Regions from separate parts of the Mus musculus genome. Here region 1 is linked to region 2. Evidence: chromatin contacts called from public promoter capture Hi-C data. All regions are on one chromosome and are shown on one strand. The core of a region is the stretch at or near the end of the contact, and the rest is flanking DNA. Distances in the headings are between cores, read along the strand shown. Region 1 overlaps Ppp3ca (protein phosphatase 3, catalytic subunit, alpha isoform). Region 2 overlaps Slc39a8 (solute carrier family 39 (metal ion transporter), member 8).

Region 1 (5,906 bases), core at 857-3,356, 890 kb before region 2:
GCCCTTTCTCTTTTCTTCTCTAAAACATGTTATAAATGAAAACTGAATAAAGTCTGTCTTAGACCAAGTTATTTAATAAAGAAATTTTCAACACTTGAAGCAAGGCAATCAATTTGGAAGTTGTTGTGATCAAGATAAAAGTTCGAAGCATGAGAATAAGAGAAAAGTGAGGAGAATTGGAAAATCCATGCTTGCTTTCAACAAAAATATTTATGGAAATGAAACAGTGCTACATAATATGGCCAGGATATTGGTGTTAAAATTCAGTGGGCAAAGTGGTAATGAAGGATGTGAATTTAAGTGGTAAAACAGAATTGGGCTGACCTTACTCTGGCAAGACTGGGATGCATCTGTGTACTTTCTGACACCCAAGGCTTATGGCAACTTTCTTCAGCCCCCACACCTCCACACACAAATATATAATATACACTGGAGATATATATACAAGTACACATAAACACACACATGCACGCTCACAAAAGTGACAGACAGACAGACCGACAGGTACACATGTATACACAAACACACACAGAGACACACACAGAGCGAAACACACATATGTGCACATAAGCAAACACACTGACTTGCATAGGCACAGGTCACAAACATAGATGTTTCAGCCCTTCCTCTGCTCTAGTTGTTACTATATAGAATACGTGGACAAAATTTCCCAATAGACACAAAAAATATTAAACAAATTAGAACCTCCTTAAATCCTAATACTATAGCTGGAAGAAAGTATGTGAAGCAAGAAAAGGCTTTGAACATCCTGGGTAATGCCCTAAGTAATGCCCATTGCTACCAAAGTAGGAGATGGAGCGTGCCCACACACAGGAGCACTGACCATATAAATGAGCCTCCATAGAGACTCTGCCCAGCACTGTGGAAAGCAAGTCAAGTTCTTACAGTGAATGGATCAGCTGGGAGAACCACAGAGCTCACATTTCCACATCCACAGCTGTGCACAGAGAACGTCGGCTTCCTGGAACCTGGCATCTCTCGAAACACCACTTTCACACACACATTCTAAGAACCCTTTCTCCAGATAAAAACCAACAAATTGTCAGAGTATATTGCACTGTTCTTCATGTAAGGACTTCGAAAACTATGCCAACTTGCAAGAGAAATAGTGAGAAACAGTGACGTCACAAAATATCATTTCAAGTAAGTGGGAAAACAACATTGTTCCTGGCGAGGCGGAAGCCTGCCCAGGGTTCAGCAGGTGTTTTGTTCTGTTGTTTTTTTTTTTTTTTTTAATTGCTTTTATTTATGTACATGTACTTGACATATGTATGCAGGTATCCTTGAAGGCCAGAACACGCTGGATCCCCTGGAGTAGAAGTCACAGCAGCTGTGGGTCACCTGACAAAGGTGCTAAGAACCAAACTTGGATCCTCTATGAGAACAGCATATGCTCTCAAACTCCAAGGCATCCAGCCCCAGGAGAATATTCTTTTGAAAAAATATGGATGGCACTTAGTGTATAAATTTTACAGCTCTTTTTAAAATCAGGCAAGGTCTACATTAAATGAGTAAGTACTCCAACCATAAATAAATATAGTTCTACTGGTTAGTTCAATGCTGAAAGCATGGGTGTCAATGGGGTAATGGGATATAAGTGTGTACATTAATATATATGGACATGTGATAGAGTATCGTATTTACTAAAAACAGCATGTGCATAATACAATGGAAAACATGACAGCTAAATACATTTTATACAATGAATGCTGATCATTTTTAGGAGAGTCAGTGGTTTATTCATAATTTAAAAATCAACTGAATCTTCCTTCTGCCTGATGCCTGCTGTTCCCCCAGGCACCCTTCCTGTTATTGGGCTGCAGAGTCATAAAAGCACAACTGTACCAACTGTGCTTTAGTTCCTGCTTCATTGAACAGTCTAAAAAGACAGGGAGCTATAGTTTTGTGTGTATCACTTAATCCCTTCCAGACAGAAACCCAATTCAACAAGTTTTTGCTGATTAATTAGGGGACCACAATAAAGTACAGAACAAAGACAAAACTTCACTTCTCCTGCTCAGTCCTATCTGTGGCCCGTGGAGCTCAGAGGCCTCATCTCCCTCTCTAGGGAGTGCCTTCCCAAGGAAGTCTCTCCATGACTCACATTCTAAACCAGTGCTTATCTGAGGTTGGGATACAATGCGAGAAAATGCGATGTAGCAAATAATTTTAAGCGAGTGTGATGTCTTCATCTTAGAGAAGTACTTAAAACACTTAATGGTGCAAGGAACTAAAATAGAGGTGAACTTTTCAGGCACCCAAAAGGGAGGGGAGTTTCTTTTGATCACCAGGAAAGTCTTCTTCATGTGGTATACACAGAAGGCGGCACAACTGTAAACTATTGCCACGTCGAAACGAGAATTACTGAAACAGTCACAGAAGGGGAATCTTGTGAGAATGGAATTATAATTCAAACTCCTGTACCCACCGCATCTGAAGCGTCTATGAAGGGTAATTATCTAGTTAGTAATCAGATTGAACTATATGCATTTAATTATCCATTTCATTCTGCGACAGGGAAACTCCAAACCAAACTAAGGAGCAGCCTTGATTTTTTTACAAAAAGGAATTTTACATTTTATCTTTCCAATTTGTCTTGAATTAGGATTCCATTTACTTCATGAAAAAAAAAAGTCAAAACACAGTCTCTCTATGCATATTTGGAGGAAAAAAGAATCTTTGTGGTAGCGTTGATTTTGATTACGTTCTTCAGATATGCTTCTGTGAATGCACAACATGCACTGAAATTTGCAAAATTCCAACTATCAAAGACTTCAACTGTAGGAAAAGGATGGGCCTAGCCAGTCCCAGCAAGGAGAAAGGCAACCCAGGTTAACTGCCCAAGGGGCCTCACGTAGCAGTAGCTGTACACACTGCTGTGAGCAGAGTTGTTTAATTAAGAAAGGCTCAGGGAATGCACAAACTCTGCAAAGATAACTTCTGGAAAGCAGAGTTGGTGTGGTCCCATTGGATGATAGACTTGGTTTTCCAATTAACAAAGTGTACATGGCTGGCTCTCTGGGAATTTCTGAATGGAGGCCCAGCATGAAATACCCCAGCATCTCATCTACCAGCATCAAATGACTGAGGAAGGACCTTCTGCTGTAGTATTAGACTGGCTCCAGCAGTTAATGTTAAGTCTAATAATGACTGAATTAGTTCAAAAATGTGCTGCAGAAGGATGCAGAATACACATTTTAAAGAACCAGCTAAGAATTGATTCAATACAGTCTCCGAAATTACTAAAGATAGCCAACACCTTGTAATTCCAAAAAAGTAGTATCGTACTAAAATGATGACTTTAATTCAGTAGTCTGAACATGCATGTGTGCAACATATCCAGGGAGAAAATGTCTGTGGCTTGGAAAGGCCAGCTCTGGGGTCCTAGGTCCAGGCAGCAAGCAGCTCCCTACCCTGGAGTCTAATTTCACCTACTTCCTTAGTGAAAGAAATTATTCTTGGGACTTAGTGGTTGCATTATGAGAACTGGAGCAAACTCAAACACAGAGAAAGGAGGATTGTGAGACAACCCCTGCTCTCAAAGCTGCATTCCCACGAACTCTATTTTGATATAATCATTGGTCTAAAAAGTAAATCTTGACTAAAAGAAAAGAAAGGGAAAGAAAACAAACAGTCAGGGAGGCTGGTAACAGGCAAGGAAGGGGAGGGGTGAATTTAGAATGGGTTAATAAAATCTGAGTCCTTAGGAAGTGGTTGCAAGCTTGTTGGTCTCCACAGTTCCCAAGGCCAAATTTCAGCTAATCATTCCCTTGTGTGCTGTTTCCAGCCTTGTCCACAGGGCATCTGGGAAAGAAGTGGAAAGAGGCAAACGGAGACACACGGAGGCACAGGGAGTACAGCGGGGCCCAGGGAGGCACCATGGCTCCCAGAGTGGAAACTGGCTTAAGAGGAGCCTGTAAGAGAGGGGAAGGACAACAGAAATGGTGATGGATGGGAGGAAATTCCCAGGAATGGGAACGGAAATGGAGGGAAAGGATGTTCAAGTTATGTGGGGATATTTGAGGTTATTGACCTCTGAGAATACAGACAGGTATGGAGGCTTGTGCAGACTGACAGAGAATCAAACGTGTTCTACAAGTTATACAAAATAAAACTTTAGAAATATTTAATCGTAAATAAAATACACTCTCTGACTCGTGTGTGAGTGTGTGTATGTTGTGTGAGTGTGTGTGTATGTGTGTGTGTGAGTGTGTGTGTATGTGTGTGAGTGTGTGTATGTGTGTGAGTGTGTGTGTATGTGTGTGTCTGTGTGTGCATGTGTGTGTGTGAGTGTGTGTGTCTCTGTGTGTGTGTGTGTGTGCATGCATGCCTGTTCCTGCCCTCCTCTATGTAAGTGTATACATTATTTCTATCCCCTCTTGTAGGTCTCACTGGAGGTACTTTTAAGACTCACATCACCTTAGCTTAGCATAGTTTTCATTGTTTTTACAGGCATTATCAAGGGAAAGATACTGTTAGCTCACTGATAACTTGTTAGCAACTGGAAGATGGGCCCAAATTGTGGAATAAGTAAAAACATATTCATTGTTTTCAATGAAGCCTGCCTCCCTTCTGGCCTTTTTCCTAACTGCAGCCCCACACATTCCCATCAAAAAGCCTCAAGAATCAGCTGCATGAAATGGCACTGCCAACCTAAAAGGCCAGTGTCTCTTTGGTGAAATCTCTATTAGATGTTAATATCTTGCAAGTTGTTTACATACTACACCTTATAAGCTCTTTAATTTCCACTTCCTGACACTCCCAGCTGGTTTCTCCTTCTTACAACATACCCCATGGTCCTCCCAGACTCTTATACATTCTCACAAGTCTCTCTCCTTCCCATCTTCCTCAACTCAGAATTTTTTTTTAACTCTATAGTCAGGGCTTCAATGAACCATCTTCAAAGCCCACTGTCATCCAAAAGATATGTGGTAAATAGAAAAAAATTTTAAGAATCCATTTGCAGACATCAGAATCTACTTTTTCCTCAAACCCTCAGCACAAGAACGGGCCAGAAGTCCTTCTCCAGCTATGACTGTCTTCATAGCAAGTGCCCCTGTCCTGTCACTGAGACACTGATCTTACTTACTTCAGAAGCCCAGAGCGCATCAAACCACCCAGTGTGAGTCTGGAGTGCCAGTCCTGGGAGGGAGAAATAGTGAATATCAAAGATAGAATTTATGTTCATCAGGCATTAGGGTCTAAAACTTATCAGGCCACTTATCTTAAAACTGGAAATCAGAACTGAGATACTTAGCAATGTAGCAGTAGTTTATAGAAACGAGAAACAGAAATGAAGGCACACGTTTTCTTAGCAAAAGTTGTCCGATTTGTTCTGGTGGTTTGACCATTAAAGACTAGTTTTAGACTGTGAGGCAGGAGAGAGAGAGAGAACAGAAAGAGCAATAGACATCCCAACCCATAGACTCTACATTAGTTAAATCTCCAGAGAGCTTAATAAACTGAGAAACCCTCTCAACCTTAAGTACTTTCTCCAGTCCTGGACCCACCAGGGCATCATTTCCTACTACTTACTTGTAAGTACTTCTTCCCCATTTGGGCCCCCCACGACACACACACACACACACACACACACACACACATTGTTTACTTCCTAGTCACTCAATAGTCTGTGCTGAAGAAAGTCACTTTACTGTATTTCCCATTCAACCTGACATCAAAAGCTCCCAGGACCCAGACTCTTACCAAATGGACCTCACACTTAAGGTGCTGATAGATATTTGAAATTTAATAATTCTAAAAAAAGGCATGGGCACCAGTTCTTTGGACGTCTGACACCTGACTTGATCACAGCAGCATGGGTTTCGGCTCAGAGGGGTGGGGGTGATTCCTAAAAAGCAAGCAGAGCTATCAGACTGTGACTC
Region 2 (6,093 bases), core at 351-2,850:
ATTGGGAAGAGAGGCCCCTTGGTCTAGCAAACTTTATATGCCCCAGTACAGGGGAAAGCCGGGGCTAAGAAGTGGGAATGAGTGGGTAGGGGAGCAGGGCGGGGTAGGGTATAGGGGAATTTTGGGATAGCATTTGAAATGTAAATGAAGAAAATATCTAATAAAAATGTGGGGGGGGAAAAAAACAAAGAAGGGGGAACAAAATACCCATGGGAGGAGTTCAAAGTGTGGAGCAGAGACTGAAAGAAAGGCCATCCAGGGATTGCCCCTCCGGGGGATCCATTCCATATACAGTCAGTCACCAAACCCAGACACTATTATGGATGCCAACAAGTGCTGGCTGACAGAAGCCTGATATAGCTGTCTCCTGAGGGGCTTTGCCATTGCCTGACAAATACAGAGGTGGATGCTCTCAGCTAACTATTGGACTGAGCACAGCATCCCAAATGGAGAAACTAGAGAAAGGAAGGACCCAAGTTTCTGAATAGGTTTGCAGCCCCATAGTAGGAACAACAATATGAACTAACCAGTACCCCCAGAGCTCCCAGGGACTAAACCACCAACCAACGAGTCCACATGGAGGGACCCATGGCTCCAGCTGCATATGTAGCAGAGGATGGCCTTGTCAGTCATCAATGGTGAGTAGGAGCCCTTGGTCCTGTGAAGTCTCTATGCCAGTGTAGGGGAATGCCAGGGCCAGGAAGAGGGAGTGGGTAGGTTGGTGAGCAGGGGGAGCAGGGAGGAGATGAGGGTTTCCGGAGGGGAAACCAGGAAAGGGGTTAACATTTGAAATATAAATAAAGAAAACATCTAATAAAAAAAGAAAAAATATATACAGTTCCTCATGTTCCCAACCATAAAATTATTTTGTGGCTGGTTCATAACCCTAATTTTGCTACTGTTATGAATTATGATGTAAATATATGTGTTGTGCAATAGTCTTAGGTGACCCTTGTGAAAGGGTCATCTGCCCCCCTCAAGGGGTCATGACCCACAGATTGAGAGCATCTGCTCTACAAGGAGAGAGTCATTTGTAGTCACCATCTTCATCCTTGCTGTTGTTGTTATGAAGTAGTGACCACAAAGTCAAATGGCTTGAGTAGGTCCCAGGCCCTGCTTTAAGCACCTTATATATTTAATTTACCTCAAAAAAATAAATCTGAGGTAAGAAAAACTATTATAATTTCTGTAGAGTGAAAGAAATTAAAGTGGAAAAGTTAGTGAATTTACCTGGAGGTGAAAACAAAGCTGGGTGTCCCCTTTGGCACAGTGGTCACTGACTGATGGCTAAGGAGGGAGGGGAGTCTCCTCTGTGGTGAACCCTAAAAGCACTTCCTATTGAGAATTCTTCCTGAACTCTTAGCCCCAAAACTCTTCTCAACACTTGCACAGAGAGAATGCCATCTTCTCTTTAGACTAGGTCTTCTTATTTCATACCTGTATTTTAAGTGCGTGACAAATGAATGTTAATGAGCTTCGGTGAAAGTGGACCTTGAGTCAGGAAGCAGTGACTGCTCACCTGAAACAAAGGGCGCCATGGGGAAAGCCACAGAGAAAGTGAGCTGGGTGTGGTAAACACGTTGCCCAGTTACACTTAATAGGACAGAGTTGAATTCCAGCAATTGCTTCACTTCCCCACTTGGCTTACCTCACCACTCTTATGCTTATGATTTCCTTATTTCTTGTGATGATTTAGGGAAAAATATGCAAGATCGAGCCTCGGAAACCTACATGCAAGGTGACTCTGCAAACACCTTTGATTCTACAAAACAAATGGCACTGATAAATCCAGCATGACCCTCTTGCCTGCACACACAGGCCTCACTGGCCTTGTTCATTATACTTCCTTCGAGCTCTGTGTGCTCAGGTCTCAAATTAGACCGTTGAGAAAGTTAGGGGCCATACATTGTTAATCGCTTTGCAACAAACCAAAGTCACCCAGGAGGCAAACAATTGCCGTTCTTTCATAATTCACCCAGAGTAAATCACTAAGGAGAGACCACTGAAAAAGCTAACCACACTAGTGGATTTTCCTCTCCTGATCTTCATTTTTAAACTTTTGCTTAGTGCTACAGTTGCAAACCTGCTGCTATCACTTGCTTGCTTGGTTCCTTGTCTGCTTTTATTCTTCAAGATGACTTTGCAATCCTCAGCCACGATAAGGCTAAGGCCTAGTTTTAAAAGACTGTGAGCCCAGGATCTACAGCTGCGTTCAGGGTGGGGGTCGGGGTACTGAGCAGATTGACACTCTGGGCTTCAGCAAGACTCTTTTGTTTCCCACAAATCTTTTATTTAATTTTTTTAATTGAAAACAGATTCTTCTTTCCTATAATACATCCTAGCCAGAATCTCCCTCCCCTCTTCTCCTAGTCAACCTCGAGCTCCGCTCTCTCCCAAGGTAACTCCCCCTCCCTTTTCCTTAAGAAAGGAGCAGACATCCAAGAGACAACCACCAAAGCATAACTAAACAAGATACAATAAGACAAGGCAAAAGCCTTCATATCAAGATTGGCCAAGGCAACCTAATAGGAGAAAAAGAGTCCCAAGACCTGGCAAAATAGACAGAGACATACCTGCTCCCACTGTTAGGAGTCCCCCCCCCCCGAAAAAAAATACCAAGCTACACAACTGTAACATGTGCAGAGGACCCTGCAGGCCCCGTGCTTGTAGCTTCGGTCTCTGTGAGCCCTTATGAGCCCTGCTTAGCTAAGTCAGTGGGCTGTGTTCTCCTGGTGTCCTTGACCCCTCTACTTAATGCCCGTTATTTGATAGATGAATGCAAATGAAATCAGACAAAATGTAGAGTAATCTGAATGAGGGTCGGAAGAATATCACTCCCCGAAATTATGAATGCAGATGGGAGTCTAAGGAGACACCACTGGACACAAGCTGAAGAGGAGGAAGAAGTTAATCCCAGCACTCGAGAGGCAGAGGCAGGCGGATTTCTGAGTTCGAGGCCAGCCTGGTCTACAAAGTGAGTTCCAGGACAGCCTGGAACACAGAGAAACCCTGTCTCGGAAAAAAAAATGCACATATCAGGTGGTTCCCTAGGGGAACAGCTTCAGTAATGCACATGAAGTTGAAGCGGGAGAAGAGGCATGGAAGGGCAAGGAGGGAGCAAGAAGGCAAGTGTGGAGGAATGTGAGGAAGAAAGAGGGGGATAAGGAGGAGGAAGACAGGAGGTGACAGATAAAAGAGGAAGGGACGAGACTAAAAGGGTAGCAGGAAGTGAGAAGGAGATGAGGAGAGGACAAAGAGGTCATGGCTGTCTTCCAGAAGAATACCGATCACATAAATATGGCTCTCCCCTCCATGAAAGACTTTGGAAATTCCTATTTTTCCACATGCAAACATGTCCAAAACACAATGTGAGAATAAAAACAATAAAACTGTGTTTTATAGAAAGGTGGATACCTTTCTAAAAAGTCCTTAATAGACTAAGAACAAATATATTTGAATATATATATATATTCACATACATACAAACATACATACATACATACATACATACATATAAATTCTCATCATAATGCTCTTTGGCAGAAAATGCTGGGGATGCCATTTGTAAAAACATCTTTATATTTTCTAGATATTCTATACATTTTTATGATTTGCATATATTTTTTTAATATGGTGAAAAAGAAAAGAGTGGAGCCATGGTTGGGGGTAGAGACATGGAGGGGGAGAATTCCAAATGGGCATTGTAGATCCTTGAAGACTTGAAAGACCCTACTGCTAACTAGAAGGGTTCTGGTAGCAGGCTGCCTGCAAGGCTTGCTATGCATGAAGGAAAGAGCGACTGTCCCGCTAGAGCAACCCTAGTTTGATTTATGTTTCCAGTTAGCACACATGACATGAGCCAGGATCTGCAAACAGGTTTCTATGGTTTATTGCCTGTAAAGTTTATTGGCGAGAAGACAAAGACAAACAACCATTCTAGAGAAAGGTTAAATTTTGTATTCCTGTGCTGCATGAAGTCAAAAAGGAACGTAACAACCTACAGAAAATTACATTGGTAACAAAAGGGTCTAGATGTCAAGAAATGAAAACTATGTAAATAAAGGTAAAAAAAAATACAATGTGTCCTTGAATGGAAATTAATATAACATAAGTAACAAACTGGAGTTGACAGACATCAACTTTAAACAAAGGGTGGCTTAAGAAAAGCAGTTTGAGCCAGGCGTTGTTGTGCACACCTCTAATCCCTGCAAGCAGGAGGCAGAGGCAGGCACATCTCTGTGAGTTCAAGGCCAGCCTAGTCTACATAAAGAATTGCAGGCAAGCTAGGGTGACATAATGAGGCCCTGTCTCTAAAAGTTAAAAAAAAGAAAACAGAAAAACAAAACAAAACAAAACAAAAACAAAAACTAGGAAGGACGTAAGCCAGTGCTGTAGGAGAATGGTTTGACCCTCTCTAATTCATTCTTCTTCCCAAGGTGTCCTGGGAATGCATCTCCTTTCTCTGCATGGATCATCTGCCTGTTTACTTAGCCTCTTGAAGACAGGTGACCAAGTCACCTTGTAAGAGCTGCCAAGGACCTCACAACTCCAGCTCTGGTAAAGGTCTGATCTCATAAGTTAACAGGAACCAGAAAGTTACAGACTCTGGGAGGGAACGTGAAAAGAATTGTTGTCCTATCCATCCACAGTACTTCACAATTTATATATAAAGCAGGTCTGCTGCTAGCATCTGCATCTTCCCCTGGTCATTACAACACCCTCAAGACTGAAACCACACACATTTCAGTATTTTCATTTTGGAGACACAGAGAATGACCATCTGAGATTAGAAGCAAGATGCTCAAAAAAAATCACACAGTAGTTATGGGGTCAGACTACTTAATAATTCATTGAGTACAGTATCTGTTCCACAGCAGGAACTGTGTTAAGTGAGGTTGTAAATATAAATAAAAGAACCCTCATTTCGTTGCAATTCATAGCCCAGAAAGGAGCATTCAGAATTAGCACTACAAGCATATGATAAATAGCTCAGAAATGACTCAACTCCTCTTCTGCCTCCTCCTCCTCTCTCTGAATATGACTCCTGAAATGTTTGGGTTTTTTGTTTTTGGTTTGGTTTTTGTTTGTTTATTTGTTTTTTTGGTTTGTTTTGTATTTCCACTTGCCACTGGGGAATCCCTACAGAAAGGAAAACAGGAGAAGTCACGTTTTTATTCTTCCAGTTTCTTTGTGTACTCTGCCCACCTCAAGCTGTCTGTATCCCTCAAATGAAGACCACAGTTTCTCTTATGACAACTCTCCTTTCAGGCTCCAGCAGGCCTCTTTGATGTTTATTCACTTCGTTGTGCCACTATTTCCTACTGGAAATCATTGTAGCTGGAAATACCATAGGAAATCAGATCCCCCCCCCAAAAGGAAATGTTAATTTGCTTTTTTCATAAGATTCAAAGTTGAGAGGAAATAGAAGGAGAGCTACAGATCAGGAATATTACATTTCCAAGGGAAGAAAAGAATACAGTCTCTGCAAAGTTCAGGTTCTAGTACGTCCTGACCCTTGGTCCTGATGACCTTTCAGAACCAGTAAAATTGGAAGAGACGATAGCATTCAGAGATGCTACAAAAGATCTTCTGGCAAACTGTGGTCTATCAATCATACACAGACTTCTAGGATTTTAGAGTAAAACAATACCCTCTTTAGCATTAGATGTTGGTTGGTGGGTCCTTACAGAAACTCATCTCTGGCCATAGAAAACCCAGTAGATGCAGGATCATGTGTAACTAACTGGCTATAATCTGATCCAGCAAAGTTTAAAATTTGATATTCACAACTTTGTTCCATTTTTAAACTAATGTGCACCTAAAGAAGAGGTCCACTCGGATCTTGAAGATGCATGCATGTGAGTTATAGTCCCAGATGATTCAGTCTTATGACATTTCACCCTAATTAGCTCTTTTCCCTCAAAACAAAGCTTCAAAAGGAGCTCCCACCAGCCAGCTCACTGTGTCAGATCTGTGAGTGTGTCAGCACCAGCCAGTCTTGCAAGCTTGACCTGAGACACAGCGATAAAGGGCAACCCTCCAAGTTAGAAGGAATTTGGATGCAATGCCTGATTCTCTACTCCCTACAAAGGA

The links. Capture Hi-C pulls out chosen DNA fragments and counts their contacts.
Region 1: a contact with region 2 is called in a promoter capture Hi-C map of adipose tissue. The contact joins two enhancer-like sites. A contact is called at or near these places in 1 of 15 datasets of contacts at CTCF or cohesin (the NIH/3T3 cell line), 3 of 484 Hi-C or Micro-C datasets (cerebellum, cerebral cortex and frontal cortex), 1 of 115 datasets of contacts at active chromatin or transcription factors (embryonic basal ganglia) and 1 of 9 other capture datasets (adipose tissue).

The regions. Positions count from the first base shown.
Region 1 is chr3:136,761,836-136,767,741 of GRCm38.p6, reverse strand. The region is part of intron 1 of Ppp3ca (protein phosphatase 3, catalytic subunit, alpha isoform); the gene reads right to left. Among named protein-coding and RNA genes, the nearest start is that of Ppp3ca, 95 kb to the right of the region's middle. Within about 2 kb of position 2,106, at least 12 of the 459 cell types and tissues checked have an H3K27ac peak or open chromatin away from gene starts, as enhancers often do. A contact at or near this core is called in adipose tissue, where this site is marked.
Region 2 is chr3:135,873,733-135,879,825 of GRCm38.p6, reverse strand. The region is part of intron 6 of Slc39a8 (solute carrier family 39 (metal ion transporter), member 8); the gene reads right to left. Among named protein-coding and RNA genes, the nearest start is that of Gm31243, 25 kb to the left of the region's middle. Within about 2 kb of position 1,600, at least 7 of the 459 cell types and tissues checked have an H3K27ac peak or open chromatin away from gene starts, as enhancers often do. A contact at or near this core is called in adipose tissue, where this site is marked.